Regions from separate parts of the Zea mays genome. Here all the other regions are linked to region 2. Evidence: chromatin contacts called from public Hi-C data. All regions are on one chromosome and are shown on one strand. Each heading gives the region's core, a stretch centred on a gene start, on an enhancer-like site or on the middle of the called end of the contact. The rest is flanking DNA. Distances are from core to core; before and after follow the strand shown. Region 1 holds the start of LOC103638191 (glycine--tRNA ligase, chloroplastic/mitochondrial 2). Region 2 holds the start of LOC100192757. Region 3 overlaps LOC100279985.

What was found. Hi-C and Micro-C count contacts between places; a contact is called where the count stands out from the background.
Region 1: a contact with region 2 is called in a Hi-C map of leaf, with 4 times the contacts expected there. The contact joins the promoter of LOC103638191 here to the promoter of LOC100192757 in region 2. A contact is called at or near these places in 3 of 25 Hi-C or Micro-C datasets (ear, leaf and tassel).
Region 3: a contact with region 2 is called in a Hi-C map of ear, with 2.3 times the contacts expected there. The contact joins the enhancer-like site here to the promoter of LOC100192757 in region 2. A contact is called at or near these places in 2 of 25 Hi-C or Micro-C datasets (ear and tassel).

Annotation. Positions count from the first base shown.
Region 1 is chr9:30,437,141-30,441,764 of Zm-B73-REFERENCE-NAM-5.0, forward strand. It overlaps LOC103638191 (glycine--tRNA ligase, chloroplastic/mitochondrial 2), which reads right to left and starts at 2,228. Exons shown (of 37, transcript XM_008661180.4): 1 at 1,904-2,228; 2 at 1,770-1,820; 3 at 1,631-1,698; 4 at 1,423-1,504; 5 at 1,251-1,314; 6 at 984-1,039; 7 at 812-889. The coding sequence starts at 2,164.
Region 2 is chr9:30,606,390-30,610,573 of Zm-B73-REFERENCE-NAM-5.0, forward strand. LOC100192757 reads left to right here and starts at 2,739. Exons shown (of 8, transcript NM_001137955.3): 1 at 2,739-3,036; 2 at 3,164-3,397; 3 at 3,488-3,567; 4 at 3,838-4,005; 5 at 4,071-4,184. The coding sequence starts at 2,843. LOC100283190 (OB-fold nucleic acid binding domain containing protein) reads left to right here. Exons shown (of 2, transcript NM_001156092.2): 2 at 65-488. The coding sequence ends at 258.
Region 3 is chr9:30,393,933-30,398,674 of Zm-B73-REFERENCE-NAM-5.0, forward strand. It overlaps LOC100279985, which reads left to right. Exons shown (of 23, transcript NM_001367120.1): 20 at 180-478; 21 at 627-1,674; 22 at 1,755-2,144; 23 at 2,240-2,969. The coding sequence ends at 2,868. It overlaps LOC103638191 (glycine--tRNA ligase, chloroplastic/mitochondrial 2), which reads right to left. Exons shown (of 37, transcript XM_008661180.4): 29 at 4,630-4,720; 30 at 4,460-4,564; 31 at 4,341-4,379; 32 at 3,950-4,039; 33 at 3,762-3,863; 34 at 3,540-3,621; 35 at 3,376-3,461; 36 at 2,278-3,299; 37 at 494-2,152. The coding sequence ends at 3,201. Among protein-coding and RNA genes, the nearest start is that of LOC100279985, 20 kb to the left of the region's middle. Within about 2 kb of position 2,724, at least 15 of the 20 cell types and tissues checked have an H3K27ac peak or open chromatin away from gene starts, as enhancers often do. A contact at or near this core is called in ear and tassel, where this site is marked.

The DNA of each region.
Region 1 (4,624 bases), core at 978-3,477, 170 kb before region 2:
CTGTCTTGCTGATTTGACCATGTATATTTACGCCCGTATAGTGGAACCTCTTTGAGACTCAAGTCCTCAACCAACTTCCTAAATCTCCCCATCATAGCTCTGTTAATATTTGAGTTGTTTTTGTCTGAAGCCCTGTAGATGAGGTTGAAATCACCGGCAATCAACCAAGGTCCAAAACAAACAGCCCTAAAGTCTCTCAATTCTTAAAGAAACAACATCTTATCACTGTTACTTTGAGGGCCATAAACACAAGTTAGCCACCAGCAACGATTATGTTCATTGCAGAATTGAATTGAGATGTTGTGTCTGTCAATCCTAGTCAACCCAGTCACACCAAGGTGGCGCTTCCAAGCGACCAGGATGCCACCACTAGCACCACTAGACGGTAGAAAGGAGAACTGGCAGAAGTCCGAACCCAAGGCTGCTAGAATAGTTCTTGTAGAGATGACTACCATTTTAGTTTCCTGGAGACAAACCACATTAGCTTTAGAGGACAAAACCAGATTCCGAACTGAGCTTTGACGATCAGCAGAGTTTAAACCCCTCACATTCCAACATATAATCTTGCCCGGATCCATTACAAACAATTATAGGAAGGCGACCCAAAAAGAAAACAGACACTCCCTATTTCAAACTTCACTCTGCAAACAATGCAAAACAGTACTTTGCACGGCTAAATACATGACCTGCTGGAGATGGTCTAAGAGGGCGTTTGGCACCAAGAGGAAATATGCAGACCAAACAGCTGTGTGGTCCCAATGTGATTTTAGCAAGAGTCATGAAGTAATACACACTATTTGATTAGTTCTACCTGCTGAAAATATGTGAACTGTGTGATTTCCATGCCATCCATCCAAACCTCCCAGCCCAGTCCCCAAGCACCAAGAACCTGTCATGAATAAGAAATTTGTTGGAGTTTACTTAGCCAGATAACATGTGCTGGCGTAAAAAGAAAGAACACCGAAAAGAAGGTAAAAGTTCACCGGACTCTCCCAGTTGTCTTCAACGAAGCGGATGTCATGTTCATGGATGTTAATACCTGTGAGACAAACAACTCGACCAATCACTGACTCCATTTATATATTCATAAAAAATGTGAAAGAGGGAAACATAGAACATCATCATGTACCAATTGGGACTTCCATTAATTAATACCAAAAAGTAAAAATATTCATCACATTAGTCTTCCTTGGTTGTGCAAAGCGTCTAGTAGAACTGAAGGGAAGGCGGATAGTATTATTTAGCAATACCTATTGCTGAAAGGCTGTGCAGAAAGAGATCTTGCGAATTTCCAGGATCAGGCTTCAGAATTACCTATTGATAGGAATGGTTAACTACCTGGAATCAGGTACGGGTAATGGTTTGACCAATCAAATAAAAAAAGAAAGACGAGACAAAAAAGAAGCAAAAACTTGAGTCAACCTGAAACTGAGTATGGCGCTGAAGCCTATTGGGATTGTCCCCATAGCGACTGTCGTCTGGTCTTATACTTGGCTCCACGTAACTTGAGAATCAAAATACATGCAGTACAACAAACAGTTAAAAGAAAAAGGAAAGGTAGCACTGTAGTAGCCTCTGTCAATGTTTTGATAGTTCACAGTTAGGATGAATGATGAGAAGGCAAACTTACGCGACATTCCATGGCTCAGGACCTAAGACCCTAAGAAATGTGAGAGGATTCATTGTGCCCGCTCCAACCTGGATTTGATGCTAGTAAGTGTCGGGTAATAAGTAACAAACAAGGCGGGAGAAGCAAAGCAGCAGGTTACCTCGGTGTTGCTACACTGCATGACGGCGCATCCTACGGAGGCCCAGTACTCCTGTGGAATCGCAATCGGATTTGAAGAGGGGTGGGGTGGGTGGTTAGTCGTGAAATTTGATTCGTGCTGCGAACGAAACGAACCTGGAGGCGCTGGATGGCCTGCTGGAAGGTGAGGACGGAGGAAGCGGAAGAGCCCCGTTGGTTGGCAGCGGACACGGTGGAGGAGGTGGAGGCGTCGCCGTCTGCGGCGGATAGGGGGAGGCGAGGGCGTCGGCATGGGCGGTGGCGAGGAGCACAGAAGCGGATGGAGGCTGGAGGAAGCAAAGCGGAGGGCGCCGTTAGTAGCGGGGTGTGCCGGGAGGCGGCGGTGGGGGAGAGGAGGGGAGGCGGAGGAGCCATCATCAAGGTGGGGAGTGCCTGCCAGGTGGAGGTAGAAGAGGATAAGGGAGGAGGAGACGGACAGGCTGTTGCAGCAGCAGAGGCGGGAAAGAAGAAGATGGTACGTGGAGGCTGGATACGTCTTCCCTCCAGTGAAGACGTACTACAACTTCACTCTCTGTGGCGCATCAATGATAAGAAAAAGAAAAAGAAACCACCGGTCTGCTGGCTAGAGATAGAAAATGAGGATAGAAGTTTCTTCTTTTCATGGAGATGTAAACGAGATTTTTTTCCTCTCCACAGGTACACGAGGATAGGATGAGAAACATTTTCTATCTCTGTTTTCCACGAGGACCCGCTAAATTTATATGTGACGACGTTTTCATCGTATAATAATATAATAGTTAATGATAAAAATAAATAATTACATTATTAAAAGATTACTTATTATATAAATATGTTTATTTTAATGTACACATACTAATTTTTTTACATCTGATAATGTGTATAGGAGACAATGTTTAGGGGAGAGGGATCCGGACAGAGATTTATCCTTGCGAGGAACGGGGATGGAAAAAATATCCCCCACAAGTGTTCGCGGTAAAAAAAATCGTCACGGGAACAAGGATAGAAAGCTAAAACCCGACATGAATTTCCATGGCCATTCCTAGTTGGAGCGCATCATCATCTACTTTGCTCTACTACAATCTATGTACGTATCATCTATTCTATAGAATGTAGCTAAGCTAACCATTCTAATACAGTGATAGATGAAGTACTAAAACTAGCACAGTAGTAGCAGTGACTAGCATTCCATGCAGTGGCGGGTCTAGGATTTAACCATAGGGTATGCGATACAAAAATGCCTTATGCAATTCGGTAAACAATTTTATGATTCGGTAAAACAATATTCGAACTTGATAAAACCATATACAATACGACAACAATTTTTGATATAAATTGTTCAAATGAAATACTATATTATGTACATATATATACCATGTATACTATATACATTATACTGGTTCTGCAGGGTATGCCAGTGCATACCCGGCATACCCCTTGGATTCGCCGCTGATTCCATGCCTGCTGCACCAATTCAGTCTAGGATTCCTTCATTCATTCAGGGGCTGATTGGTTGCCTGTGTGCGCTCGTGCAGGACACGTTGGATACAAGTTTTAGACATGCCGGTGTGTTCGGTTGCTTGAACAAATGTCCGAGCCAGACTACGCTCGTGCAAAGTACCCATCTCATCTAGGCCCGTCAGATACGTCCAGAATCTCCGTTCCTGGAGAGCCAGACTTCCCTCGTTCCGTCCTCTCGCAGCTCTATCCTCGCGTGGAGCTCACACTAAGGTTGTCGCTGCCTCGCCTGGAGCTCGCGCTAGGGCCAGGGTCCTCTCACAGCAGCCTCTGTCCTCACCTGGAGCTCACGCTAGGGTTCCTCTCGCAGTCGTCGCTGCTGAGGTCAGACTCTGCCTTCTCCTCTCACCCTCCAGCTCTCTCCCTTTCCCATCTCCTCTCGCCCTCCAGCTCTCCCTCTCCTGTTTCCTCTCCTCGCTCCGAACACTGGCTCGGGCCGTCCCGATCTGCCCATGCTGGCGCCGCCGCCTCATGCCTGGTTCGCTTTCTGGTTAGAGACGTCGCGACGTGATGTTTGGAGGAAGGGGGATCCGGCGGCGGGGCATTTAGTTTTGGGTGGTCTGATTTGGCTATAACATGTGATTGTCTGCTTCAGAGCTCATTGTTATGGGCTAGGTACTAGTTATGGATCTGAATGGGCTCATAGATCCATAGCGAATTAGGAATGCCCAGTTCTTGCCTAGCAGGATGCGTCGATTGGCTCACATTTGAGGCTCGGGATCCTCTGATTGGTTCATGTAGCTTCACTTTTGAGCTCGATGAAAGCATCTAGGCCCCTGGTTGGTTTTAGTGATTAATGACAATATAATGTTATATGTGACTAACGTATGTTTTGCAGAGACAAATGGTAAGTTAGGTCGCATTACAGGTAGAAGTACTACAACGGTGAAAACAATCCCGGAGATAAGAACTCGAAGCGACGGCTAAAACGATGAAACAAAAGGTGAAGGACTACATAGTCCGAGTGTCAAGGAGTTGTGGACACTCATGATTTAGTTAGGTCTTTTATTTTGTTTTAGTCGTACTATAAAGAGGGGTTGTCGATGAGTAGTTTGACCAAGAGAGTTCTAGTGTAGTGTTGTTGCATATTCACACTCACATATAGTGTTAGGTGATACTCTAGAACATACACTCAAGTTAGAACAAAAACCGATTTGAAAACAGCACAAAACAGAGAATAGGGTTTATGGCCTTGGGGCACCGGACTGTCCGGTGTGCACCGGACTGTCCGGTGCACCCTCTGCCAGGTGGGGCCAAGCTGGCCCAGGGGAAGGGTTTCCCCACGCAAAAACCCGAGAGCGCAAGGTTCCCGAGTGGAATTTTAGTGGCGCACCGGACAAC
Region 2 (4,184 bases), core at 1,489-3,988:
ATCCATCATTATTATTGGTTACAATCTAACCATGATTTCCTTCTTTGGGGGTGACTGTGGACAGTTGACCTTCTGAAGCCAGATACAACAGTGATCTTCCGCAACGCTAAGATTGACATGTTCAAGGGTACCATGAGGCTGGTGGTGGACAAGTGGGGGCGGATTGAGGTGACTCAGCCTGCTGATTTCAAGGTGAACCAAGACAACAACATGTCGCTGGTGGAGTACGAGCTGGTGGATGTGGACGAAGAGGAGTGACCAGAAACGAAGTCGGGCTGTGGACATATATTTTGGTTATGGAGGCGGTAGCGTTAGGCTCCTATCTAGCTATTGTTATCCTGGACCGCTGGCGATTGGGACTTTGTTTTAAGTTTATCTTGAAGAAGCATGTCGAATTATGTACAGCAGCAGCAGGTCTCTGTCTGACTGATGCTTTACGTTTCCGTGACGCTTTGACTCTTAATGCTAGTACTACCTTTTTTTTTCTATCTCACGATGGGTGTATTTGCGAATCCATTTGAGCTGGCAGCGCCTGTTTGGGTTTCGTGGTATGGTATGGTGAAAAAATGAAGGTGGTGATGCTCCCTCCCCCTCCCCCTGTAGTGCTAGTTCAGAAATATGCTTATGGTCGGCTCTGTCCTTGTGATCTGAATCTAACTGGGTGGTTGGTTTACGATCCATACATTGACGTTGTTGTTCAGTAAATCGGCATAAATTTATGACTGACCTGTGGCGTCATACTCTGGGACCAGGAACAGCTCTGGGTATAAGGAAGGAAAGTGAAATGGGTACAAGCCAAGCCGTTCGTCTGGTCGGATCCCGTGCCGCTGCCAACCGACGACCAACCTCTGCCGCCCGCACATCGACCCCATCAATCTCCATCCGTACGGTATGGATTCTAGCCAGTTGCCCACGCTTATTCTCATCTAGGTGTAGGTGACATTCCCTAATCCATATCATTTTCAGTAGTGGTTTGTTTGCATTTTCATTTTCCCCCCTAATCTTTTCTCTTTTGGCTTATGAAGAGCCCCAACTGCATACTGGCCTCAATGTACAGACTGCTTTCTGGCCTCAATCTACACTGCCTTGTTGAGGAGCTCATTTCAGGAAATCAAGAGGTGGCCTCTGGTTCAATTCTGTATTATGACCCTACCAATGTCCATTCCTAACAAGATCGACATCACTTACCCCACTAATCCATCGACACCACTCAGCAAATTGACAGTGCTGATAATTTCTCACCTCTCTCGTTCCTTGTACACAGATCACTATACCTCTCTTGCAGTTCAAACTAGACTATATTGTATATTAGCTCTAGTACATTTGGATACACGTGACTCTGATTAAACTAGCCTTCCCTCCATATTTGATGAAAATGTCAAATCCAGACTCCAAATCACGTTCATCTTCACTTTAGCCCTAGCTGTAGAGTTTTCTAATGGAATCCATCATCACATTTGCGATGACTTGGTTCGTCCTCTCTGTTGAATGGACAGCATCCCAGTATAGGTACTTGCTATGCTAGGGTCTCCACATGTTCTTCGCCCTTGGCATGTTTGCCCAACTTCAATCACCCCCGATCCGCAGAACCCTCTTGATACTTCTGTTAGGCCTACCATTCCCAAAACTCAATTAGCCAGATCATAAAATTATATATGTATTTCTTGTGCCTGAGGTACATACAAGATAGAGAACTGCTGCATACCAAAGGCATTAGGATCCACCGTCGCATCATGCATAGTGAGTGTTCTATGAGTAAAATTAGCTCTTAGTTAAGTATCTCAGCTGCATGTCATCAAAGCTTTCAGTTAAGTATCCTAAACATTGGTAGAAGTTGAAGCTGTAGGGCAAGAAATCTGCCCTGGCTGTGGTGGGCAGATGGTTGTTTTTTCCAGGGTCCACGGTACAGCCCGTCCGTAGTGCGGTTGATCATCATTCCAGTTTGTGGAGGTGGTGGTGTTGGCCCAGGCGTTTGCTGATCTGCTGCTGGTGCTTCGGGGGACTGTGGTGCAGTCTCCGGTGCGTCTGCTGCTGCTGTTCTTGGCAGTGCAACTCGAGTAGCATAGCAGCTGGAAACCCCCCATGGGCTCATAGCTTGTGTTGTAGTATGGGTGTGCAGTATGAAAATTCCCATGTGTGTGTGTCTCTCTCTCTCTCTCTCTCTCTCTCTCTCTCTCTCTCTCTATATATATATATATATATATATATATATATATATATATATATATATATATATATATATATATATATATATATATATATATATATATATATATATATATATATATATATGCAAAAGTGTATGAGCAAAATAAATGCGGTGCCCTGTGAATCTCTCTCCCTTCCATAGGCGATTTAGTGCATGTCAGGTGGAGGCTGGTTTGGTTACTCTGGCCTCTGGGCTAGCTACTTTGTGTGAGCTTCCAAACTCGAGTAGTCAGTCAATGCTTTCTGTTCAAGTCAAGCTGCCACAGGCAAGCTATCTAGTCAACGAGACCAGCCACTGCAGTTGAGCTGAGTTTTTGGTGATGTTCAGTTCATTAATTCATTTACAGAAGTGGAAGCTGTTTCCATAGAGTTTGGAAGCTGTTTCCAGAGCAGAGCAGGGTGAAGCAATCAACAGCAGCTGGAGGGAGCCGCTGCTGAGCAATCCATCTGGATCGTTGCTTCCCTCATCGGACAGTCCAGATGAGGATATGTACAATGGCAGGTGGCAAGCAGTCAGCGGCAGGAGGCAAGTCGTGCCGTGCCGTCTGCTCCTTGCCTGCTCTGCTGGTCTCGCCGTTGCCGGCTTGCCCCGTCCGTGCGTCCATCTGTTTCCTCCTTGGATCCTCGACAAGCAATGGCCATGGAGGAGGAGCAGACACCACCCGAGCTGCGCTACCTCTCGGGCCTGGGCAACACCTTCACGTCGGAGGCGGTGCCGGGGTCGCTCCCCGTGGGGCAGAACAACCCGCTAGTGTGCCCGCTGGGACTCTACGCCGAGCAGCTCTCCGGCACCTCCTTCACCACCCCGCGCGCCCGGAACCTGCGCACGTACGTCCCTCTATCTCTCTCTCGCTCTGCCTTTCCACTTTCCATAGGCAATCACACAAGCTTCCCCTCCGTGGGGATAGAGATAGGGATGGGGATCGGATTCAGTTTGCTCCTTCTGTTATTACAGGTGGCTGTACCGGATCAAGCCGTCGGTGACCCACGAACCCTTCTATCCGCGGAACCCCACCAACGAGCGCCTCGTCGGCGAGTTCGACCGCACCACCACCGTCGCCACGCCCACGCAGCTGCGCTGGAGGCCCGCCGACGTGCCCCTCCACCCGGGCCTCGACTTCATCGACGGACTCTACACCGTCTGCGGCGCCGGCAGCTCATGCCTCCGACACGGATACGCCATCCACATGCATGTCCTCGATATGCCGCTGCTTACAATTGCAAGTAGCAACTAGTTGCTCGATCACTGAACCCCCCTCATGTACGCAACGCAACGCAGGTATGCTGCTAACAAGCCCATGGATGGATGCTCCTTGTGCAATGCGGACGGTGACTTCCTCATTGTTCCCCAGCAAGGAAGTAAGTTCCTCGGCTCGGTCATCACTCGCCACCACTCACTCCACTAGGCTAGTAGTAATCACATCACATGCTTCTGTTGCTTGGCCACCAACAAAATGTCCTGTTCGCGTCGCTTTCAGTGTTCCGGCAGTGCCACTCCATGCCCTTCCTGCCTTTATTATTGGGATCAAAGCGAAAAGCAAATGGGTTGCCCCATCGCTGTTGCATTCAGCAGCGCTTACCTTTCTTCTTTGTGGAAATGATGCACATGTTCACTATCTATCTTCCCAGGGTTATTTATCACAACCGAGTGCGGAAGGCTGCTGGTTTCACCCGGCGAGATCGTCGTGATCCCTCAAGGTCTCCGATTTGCTGTCGACTTGCCGGATGGCCCCTCGCGTGGCTATGTCTCTGAGATCTTCGGCGCCCATTTTCAGCTCCCTGATCTTGGCCCAATTGGTAATAATAAATTGTTTTGTCACACCGAGAACCCATACTTACCTAAACTGTGTGTGTGTGTGCAGGTGCCAATGGCTTGGCTTCGCCGAGGGATTTCCTTTCCCCGACAGCATGGTTTGAGCAGGAGCACCACCCTGGATACACAATAGTGCACAAGTATGGTGGCGAGCTGTTCAGCG
Region 3 (4,742 bases), core at 1,474-3,973, 210 kb before region 2:
TATCCCCCCCTTTTTTTTACAACAGTACAGAACGATTGATGTAGGCAAGAAATACTTTTGCCACTCCAGCAGATTTATGTACTTCAGCATGTTCTTAATCTCCAAACCTTTGTTCCAGTTCATTATGATGCAAAGTGTTTTTAATAGCATTTGTCATCATTAATTTTGTGTTCCTGTAGTTTATGAAGTTTGCAAACTGGGAACTCATTCGCCCCAAAACAATGGAGGACAAATGGAACTATCTCCTGGAAAATATTTGCCTTCAGGACTTGTTCTAGTTGATTGTCCTGAGCAGTTGAAGAAGGTTCGCTGTGGCCACTTAGGTCCCATCAGTTCAACAAGTGACTGTCTTCAAGCTTTTTCAAAACATTGGAGCGTGAAAAGTTTTGTAACATCTATTTCAAGGATACTTAAGGATATAAAGCTGACTTCAAACATATCTACAAATCAGAAAGAGAGCAGTAGTGGACCTTGCACAGTAAGATCTTTTTCCTTTTTGTTCCTTTGCCGTTGATCTGATTCATGTAACTTAACATTTAATATTCACAGTAGTGGATATAAATGATATTCACAACATGGTAAATTATTCACCCTATTTTAACACCACTAGCCCTTTATCCATGCAGGTAATTTATGTAGTTTGCCCATTTCCAGAACCTTGTGCAATTCTACAGACGCTAGTAGAATGTTCTGTTGCTCTTGGGTATGTTATTTCATCCCCGGAAAGGGAAAGAAAGTTACTATATTCACAGGTTGCCAAAGCCCTAAACAGCAGTGCTTCTGTAGATGAAGCATCAGCATCAAATGTCGTTATGCTATCCGGGTTCAGTATACCCAAGCTCGTCTTGCAGATTGTTACTATTGAAACTGTACTGAGAATGGATAAGCCAAACAAGGAGCTTGCTGTTTTGAAGGACATAGCATTCACAGTGTACAACAAGGCACGACGAATCCCACGGGCTGTCTCCACAAGCGATATGTTCCAGTCACCAACTTATTTGGGTAGATCTCAGTCCACAATGATGCATGTTACATCTCCTGCTCCTACTCTTTGGAAGGAATGTTTAGTTCCTCGAATGTCTGGGCCAACTCTCTCTCGAGAAACCGATTTTGATGCATCCATGAGGTCGGCAACATGGGATAACTCATGGCAGCCTGCTCGTTCGGGAGGACTTCTGGACCCAAGTAAGCTGCCTGATTTATGTGCTCAGGATGATAGGAAATATGCCTTTGAGCCACTTTTCATACTAGCAGACCCTGGGTCTGCCGATCTTAATGCTTTAATGGAACCATCAAAATCTGGAGCAGATGCATCTGGCAGCAGGGTATATGGCTCAATTTCAGGAAGTAACTCTGATAGTGGAGTGAGCCCTCTACTCGACGTATCTGAGAGTGACAGTGCAGCAAGTCTTCATTGCTGTTATGGTTGGACTGAGGACTGGCGATGGCTAGTGTGCATTTGGACAGATGCTAGAGGAGAATTATTGGACAGCTTAATATTTCCTTTTGGTGGTATTAGTAGCCGCCAAGACACTAAAGTTCTCCAAAGCCTTTTCATCCAAATTCTACAGCAAGGCTGTCAAATAATGTCGTCTTCACCTGAGGCTAGCAATATGAGACCACGAGATGTCATAATAACTCGTATCGGAGGTTTCCTTGAGCTTGAAATCCAAGGTACTCACTTGTTTTTATCAGGAACTGAGATACCTTCTGTTTCGAGACTAACGCGATGATCTAATATGTTTTGTCCGCAGAATGGCAGAAGGCAATATACTCTTATGGTGGCAATGAAGTGAAGAAGTGGCCTGTGCAGTTACGGCGATCCATACCTGAGGGTATTCCACCTAGTTCAAATGGTCCTACGCTCCAGCAGCAGCAGCAGCAAGACATGGCCTTAATTCAAGATAGAAACATGCCTTCCTCACCAAACCCTCTGTATAGCCCTCATCCAAAATCAAGCTTCATGAAAGGTGCACTTGGACAATCTGGCAACAAAAAACAGATCCTTGTGGAACAAAGTGGAATGGACACTTCAAGGGGATCACTGCACTTAGTTCGTAGCATCAGTTTGGTTGCAGTTTCCCAAGATCATTCGTTGCATCTCACATGCCAAGCAGATCTACTGAGCAGACCTGCTTCAGCTGGTAAGCACCTAGACCAACACAGATTAAAAATTCATTTCAATGTTTTTCAAGGAGATCAATGGTAAAAGATATTAAACTTGGAACACTTTTTACAGGCGAAGGGAGTCAAGGCAGCAGTGGCCCTTGGAGTTACCTGGAAGGTTTCACTCCAGTGAAGTCCATTGGGTCAATGTCAGCGTCACACTCGTACCTTCTAGTTCCTTCGCCAAGTATGAGATACCTCTCTCCTGCAACATTACAGCTCCCGACATGCCTCACATCGGAGTCACCGCCGCTTGCCCATCTACTGCACAGCAAAGGGACTGCGATTCCTTTAGCGATGGGCTATGTCGTCTCGAAAGCCGTCCCACCTGTTAGGAGGGACTCTGCACAACTCACCAAGGATGAACAGCCCTCTGTTCTCTCAGTCAGCATCATCGATCACTATGGAGGCAGCAGTGGGACTGTTCAAGAGAAGATGAGCCGAGGCGGCGGCGGCGGCAGCAAACAGGCAAGGAACTTGAGTCAGGAGACAACAGGTCGTGAGTGTGAGATGGAGATGCATAGTGTGCTGGAAGCTGTGGCCGCGGAGCTTCACTCTCTGTCTTGGTTGACAGTAAGCCCGGTGTACACAGAAAGGCGCACAGCACTGCCCTTTCACTGTGACATGGTCCTAAGGATGCGGCGGCTTCTACACTACGCAGATAAGTATCTATCTGAACCTAAGGGAGAGACAACTCACTAATTGTCATGTACAATTAATATCTAGCTAGGTAGGTATGTGAGGGCACATTTGACGAGCTTTGTAGACTGATTTTGCAATAACCCTGATAACTTACAGGTGGATGCTGTAACCTTTTTCTCTTTTTTTAGGTCTGTATTGTTTGTCGACACAAGATTTGAGATATGATTCCGTTTGTTGACTGTATTAATCAGAATTACAAGTACAGCGTTTACTGGGATTGCCGTGCCCTACTGCGACGACGTTTTTTTTTCCTTTAATCAGAAATACTTGTAAAATCAAAATCATCTCTCCGCTACGGCTATTGCTCACACCCCCTGGCTGGAATAGGCAGCTTAAAACCCAGGTAAAACTGACAGGTCCGCAATCCCCTTGGGCAAACTCTCAATCTTCCTCAGCAACGTTAGCCGGTTGTTGCGAACTCTCTCGTCTTCCTGCGCATAATATACACCATCATCACTCTCACTCATCAGCACAAGTTAAGTTTTTCAAGGGCCTCACAAAACTCACCGCCATCACGAAGACACTATTGAAGAAATCTTCTAGGGGTTGTATCAGGATAAGAGAAGCATCCACAAAGGTCTTAATATCAACACCTACAGAATGGGTAGTTGGAGGAATCAGACAAATGAACATTTAAATTGAAATGAAAAATGGATATGAAAAACATGTACCAGGATGGATCTTATCAGCAACCTCCAAGTAGGCGCTCCACAAAACTTTCTCTTCATCTTTCTCAAATACGTGTGGGTCAACCTACACATAAAATCAGAGGCAGGAGAGAAATACCGCATAGTCAAGACTGGTGATGGGGTAGTTGCGAGTCAAAAACTTCACCATAATTTGAACTGAAATCACAGTTTATGAATTATGATGGTACATGTTTAAAACAGTACCTCCAAAGCAGACTCAATTTCTTTTCCACGGATGATCCTTGTTGGCCTTGAATACGCTTCAACGATTTTTTGAAATGTTTCTGTTCTCGAAAATGCTTCCATCTGCAAGTGTCCGCACAAACAAAAACTATTTGTATTTTGTAGAATCTTTGGGGACGGATAGGTGTGTGGGGCACATAACATCTTACTTCGGTCGCTGTTTGTGCTGCTAGATAAGGGCAGTTTGCACGCTCCATAAGCACTGATCGGACTATCTCGCAGTTAATTCCCTCATCCACCTGATGGCAATGACAAGAAGAAATGCCACTTTCAAAAGGGCAATGGATTCCATCGACCAGTTTGATGACATGGAGCAAAATGAGTTCTAAATGAAATGCAGATGTATCCGTTCCGGCGCTGGGTCTGCCCCATAACAGTTGGAGAAATAATGATAACCATCCCAACAATTTTTTTTTGTTTCCATGAAAAATATACCAGTGTGTGTACCACTGTATCTCTATCCCTAGCTAACACCCACAATGAAAAACCTAATATGTGTATACTCAACTGTCATTAAAGATCAAGATAGATAATATGTACCAGAAGCTGTTCCAGTCTCCTTGTGACGAACTGTACTGCCTAAAAAGGATTTTAAATCTGTCAGGAACCCTATACTAAACAAACATAGTACATAAACATTATCTGAAATGCATACTGACCTCATCTATAACATCACTCTCTATTGCTATGGGTTGCACCCCTGCCAATAAGGTGAGAGCTCGTCTGAGGTCAAAGCTCTTTTTGTTCTCAACTAATATTTGGACCTAGATAAAACACATGTGAGAAAGTTTCATGTGATGATATTTGGGCCTTTATCTAACTCCCTTACCAATCCATAAGAGACCCTTCGAAGTCCAAATGGATCATTGGTAGAACTTGGCTGGCATCCAGCTCCAAACAATCCAACTAGGCTATCCAATCTGTGAAACAAATGAGAAAAGG